2 separate regions of the Gossypium arboreum genome follow, and region 2 is linked to region 1. A link is a contact called in public Hi-C data. All regions are on one chromosome and are shown on one strand. The core of a region is the stretch at or near the end of the contact, and the rest is flanking DNA. Distances in the headings are between cores, read along the strand shown.

What was found. Hi-C and Micro-C count contacts between places; a contact is called where the count stands out from the background.
Region 2: a contact with region 1 is called in a Hi-C map of leaf, with 3 times the contacts expected there. The contact joins the enhancer-like site here to the promoter of LOC108460862 in region 1. A contact is called at or near these places in 3 of 5 Hi-C or Micro-C datasets (all in leaf).

What each region holds. Positions count from the first base shown.
Region 1 is chr4:114,902,193-114,904,892 of ASM2569848v2, forward strand. It overlaps LOC108460862 (callose synthase 12-like), which reads right to left and starts at 1,397. Exons shown (of 2, transcript XM_017760554.2): 1 at 1-1,397. The coding sequence starts at 1,194.
Region 2 is chr4:114,936,702-114,939,401 of ASM2569848v2, forward strand. It overlaps LOC108460703 (leucine-rich repeat extensin-like protein 5), which reads right to left. Exons shown (of 4, transcript XM_053026522.1): 4 at 2,513-2,700. Among protein-coding and RNA genes, the nearest start is that of LOC108460703, 5.2 kb to the right of the region's middle. Within about 2 kb of position 1,415, at least 2 of the 2 cell types and tissues checked have an H3K27ac peak or open chromatin away from gene starts, as enhancers often do. A contact at or near this core is called in leaf, where this site is marked.

The DNA.
Region 1 (2,700 bases), core at 147-2,646:
ATAACAAGCAGTAAAAGTCACGATCCAGCCAGCAGCAACAACTGCTTTTAACACCATCCTAAAGCCAAGCCCGCAGGTGTCTGTCGAAACACGGCTATATTGCATCCCTACATCTAATATAGCCTGTAAAAGTCTCATCCCACTCCAAGTAATAAATACTGTCAAAACCTTAACTCTAACATTGTTACTTGTCAATGCTTGCCATGGATACCCCTTCTCTTCCCACGCTACAATAATGGCAGCTTGAAGAAACAAAAACAGCATCACCCAAAGCCTATCAAAACTCCTGTAAAGATTCCAAAATGACCTTTGCTCAACGAAACCAGTTTTCCTAACATGTTTACTTCTACTGGAAGTAACAAAAAATTTGCTGCCCACGTCAAGCGGCCAGTTGAGTTTCTTAAAACATCTCTTACTCCAAAAATACTCATTCAAATCATCATAATTCCTCCAAGCAGTATGTGGCGCCGTTCCATTCTTGCTATTGTCAACTTCCGCCTTTACAGTCTCGTATATCGGCTTTACCACGCAGTGCAAAAATGCATTTTCTCCCGATAACGACGGCATAACAGGCTGGCCAGTGTTTTCGTCAATGTAATCTTCTAAAATCTTGTTTAATTCCATGGCCATGTGATGGAATATATAGCAGATACATTCAGGCATGAACCGGAGGTTTGCAGATTCGCCCCAGATCAACAAATAAAGCCCCACGTACAGTAATTCATGGCGGTGATCAGAGTTAGAGTGGCAGCTTTTGGAGATCCATACGTTTGATTTCTTTCCTAAATAAGAGCACCAGTTAGTGTAGTTCTTGAGGAGTTTTCGGCGGAACGTACGAAGTACACCGGCATCGAGAGTGTCAATATTCTCTGGCGGAGGGGATAGCCGCATCTGAGAGTTGGCCAAGTGGAGGACGAGGTGTTCCCTCTGGTTCTTGACGTTGTCGTGCTGGAAACAGAAGAAGAGAGCTAGCCAGTCCAGGAGGTCCATAGCAGGATGCCATTGTCCATGAGGTGGTAGTCGTAGATCTCCAACCACGCGTAGAGCAGAAGCAACAGCTCGTACTTCGGGGAAACGGAGAGAAGGATGGTCGGCGAGGAGGTTGTGGACAGGTATTATGTTGTATGGTTCATCTTTAGGTGGAGTGGTCCGGGTCCGACCCGACTTAGACCCGGGGCGGTAACGGCGAGGCATTCTATCAAATAAAAAATGGAAATTTTGAAATTAGAGTTTGGAGATTCAGTTGCAGGAGAAAAGGTGGCAACTTCAGTTTTTTCTTTTCCTTTTATTGAAAAGGAAGATACTACTAGTAATAGATCTTAAATATGCGTATTAAGCGGCTTTCTAAAGCTTTTTTTTTAAAAACTCATTTAATAAGCTTTGTCATTAAATAAATTCATTTAATATAATTTGAGTAAATTATAAGTTACATTTAATTCATTTGATTGTTTTAAAAATCATTTAATAGTTTCTTTGTTTGTTTAGAGAAGTTGGATTATATGGAAATGACCAGTGCTGGTTTAATGTTGTAAGAATAAATTTAGACGCACATATTTCTTTTTTAAATTTAAACGCACTTAATTTTAAACTAACAAAATTTGAGTGTCAAATTGTATTTTGTTTATTTTATTCAAAAATAAGTAAATTAGTCCCTGTATATTAGATCAAAGAGTAAATTTATCTATTTCTACAATTAAAAACTAGTTCATGTATATTAGTATGATGTACACGTTGCATGCATCATATCACTATCCGGTTATTTCATCAGCCACACCATTTTTTTTGACAATACAAATAGATAAAATTTTTAACAAAATAATCAATTTACTATTTAATCTAACTCTTAGTACAAAAACTTTTATAGTACTTTTACCGAAATTTTGAATATAAATTATAATACTTAAATTGCTCTTAATCCATAAAATACAAACATATAATGTGGTCAAGCCTCAAATCTATCTGAATTCACAGCGAAAAATTTAATATTTAATACATTAAATACATTATAATCATAAAAAATACAAGTAGAATTTCATCGTTTATATCTTTTATCAATTTAACACTTTTTTTTATTTTTAAATTAAATTTAATTATTAATATTTTAAAAGAATTAAATTTTTTTTTTTAAATATTGACTAAAACATTAAGTTTTTAATTTGGTTGGCATGACAATCTATATAATAATCCCCATGTGCTTCATATTAATATGACACTATTTATTTTACATGTCATATAAAAATATTCAAGATAAAAATTCACAAAAATTAATATGAGATAACATTTCTATTTTTAAACTCTTTTTGGAAAATTTGACTCTTTCATGATAATAAAAATAAAGGTCCTTTCGGTTATGGGTGTATTTTCAGATATTGAGCTGCAAACACACTTTCCTAAAAGGGGAAATTGAAAGGGACACCCCTTTTTCAATTGCCTTAAACCAAAATATATAAAAATTCCAATTTTGAAGGTGAAGAAGACGTCAAGCAAACTACAAATTATTTCACAATGGTCCTACCTTCATCTTTTATTCTTATTTATATTTATTTATTTATTTAATCCTAATATTTTGAATCTATATAACAACACAGATTGTGTTTATTCATAAATGAAAGGAAGCTAATCAAAATCAGCAAATATTTTTAAAGGTGTCGAAATTAAATTTTAATTTTTATTGGTTAAATAATTAAATTAAAATTTTAT
Region 2 (2,700 bases), core at 165-2,664, 35 kb after region 1:
TCTGCTATGTTATGTTTTTTATTGCTCAGTTCTTTATGTAAAAAGTTGGAGATGAAAAGGGGGATTCATTGGTACATGTGGGGTAATCTTTGCGATTCCAGAACTAAAAGAGATCTCATGATTTAGTTAAGTTTAAGCAAGGGTGGCGCATCATTACTAATCCTACTTCTTTGGTTGCGAGATTGCTTAAAGCAAAGTATTTTCCCACTGGGAACTTTTTGCAATCTAGGCTTGCCCTTCCCTCAATTGGAGGGGAATATGGTGTGCACGCAGAGAAGGATTGGTTTCGAACAAGGTATTTTAATTTGGGACGATGCTTGACTACCGGGTGAAGGAACTGGAAAAATTCAATCACCACGAATCAGCAATGAAGTTTACTAGGTTGCACATTTAATTGACAGCAATACTAAGGAATGGAAACAAGATATATCGGTTACCTTGTTTGATGCTGTTGACTGTGACTGGATCAAGTGCACTCTACTGCTGCACTCTGACCAGAAGGACATGACTTTTTGTGGCCGAGACAAAATAGGGGACTATACAGTACACAATGGATATCAGATGTTACAATCAGGGAAACAAGCTCCAAATTCCACAACTTGCTCCCTAGTACTATCAATTTTTACAAAAAGCTTTGGAAACTTACGGTCCTAGATAAGATTAAAATTACAAGTAGGAAATTTTTCTTGAATTTCACTCCTATACTATCCAACCTACGTGCTATGAGAGTTGTTGCCTCGAATATATGTCCAAGATGTTAATGTTGAGACAGTCCAACATGTTGTGCGAGACTGTTTTTGCCAGAAACGTTCAGTCCAACATGTTGTGCGAGACTGTTTTTGCCAGAAACGTTCGTGGTTCGCTTGGGATTACTTGGCCAGCAGCTCATGCAAATTAGAGTATGATGGAGTGGATAGAATTACTCTTTGAACGATATGCTGAACTGAAATGCAATCAGGGGCGAAGCCAGAAAAAAATTTGAGGGCCGAAGGAAATTTTAATTTTTTATAGTCTATATATTTATAATTTTTAAAGGATTAAATTGAATTTTTATAATTTTAAGGGGCCAAAGTGCAATTTTATTTTTACTAATTTAAAATTTTAAAAAAATTTAAAGGGCCTAAATGAAAATTTCCCATTTTAGGGGGGGCCGGGGCCATGCCTGCCCCCCCCCCCCCTGGTTTCGCCCCTGAATGCAATACGATTATTGTAGCGATTTTGGGAATTTGGTATGCCAGGAATATATTAGATCATGAGGGTATAAAGCAAAAGGAACATGACATTATTACGTTTTTACGGAGGCATTTACAAGAACTGGAAACGCTCCATCTCCCTTCTAATGCTAGTCCAGGTGAAATCTATGAACAATGGAAGGCACCCGGATTCAATTTTGCTTCTAGATAATCTCAAGTACGGGAGTGGTTATTAGGGATAATGATGGTATGGTGATGGGTTCGTGTGCTAGGAAGAACGAAAACATCTAGCTAGTGTTCAAGCTCTCGGTTTCGCTTTGGTGACGGGTTTTTAGAGGATTATGTTGGAAGGCGATGCAACAACTAATGTAAAGCCTCATATCAACAAAGGAAGAACGATCAACTATAAGTTCTACGTGGCAAACGAGGTGGCTCACCAATTGACAAGTGTTTGGTTGAACAGTAAAGGCACTCAATTTTGGGTTGAAGAAGTACCTTTCAGTGTTTGGGCCGCCATTGAAGGTGATCCTGCCTTTATTCTTTCTGTTGATCTTGTGGTCTAGATTTGGTTGGTTGATGCTTTGTGATGAAAGTTGACGAAAAATCGACATTCCATAGCATGTTGTCCTTAGGTAAAGAAGAGAGAAGGGAGTGGAAGAAGGGTGATGTCCTTTTCTTGTATATGCTCCTTTATTTATTTGCTTCCCAATGCATGATAGCTGTATAGGCTGTCGGGTTTGCCTTGATTATTTCTAGAGACGTTATACGTGTCATTAATTGAAGCTATCCATGTAGATTTCAAGTATATATACCAATTATTTAAAATTTCACAAAATTATACAAAATTCAATAATATAAAAATTAAAATTTTAGCTAAATTCTAGAAAATTAAATAAAATAAAAATTTATTTAAAAATTAATAAGTATATTGAAAATGTAAATTTATAAATAAATAAATAAAATCAAAAGTTACAGACTATCAACCTCGACAAATTTCGCCTGTAAGGCAACATTGATCCACGATCATTAATGCTAGTCACAGTCTATATTTTTTTTTTAATTATATATATATGTTTAGTTTTTGTTAAATTTGTTTTTAAAATTGTTTGAACTTTTTATTATTTTGTAAAATTTTAAATAATTTTTAAAGAACTCACTATTTAATAATTAACTTAAAAGAGTGAATCTCAACTTCCACCTGGCATCTCTGGTAAATTCCATTTTTTATCCACACAACAGATTGTTTCAAGGGAAATAAAGCTTGGACTGACAAATATAGCAGTTGATCTATCAAACTGACAGCCGGCTTTAAGACAAAGTTTGCGGTGAAAGGGTTACTAGAATTCGAGTGTGAAATCCAAGAGCATCACCACGAGTACTAGGATACAACAGGGTCACATACAATTTCTAGCAGGAGGTAACATACAAATACTCATATCCCTCCCAACATATACATTAGAAAAACCCACCTTTTTTATTCAAGTACCATTCAAGGTCGATTCAACCA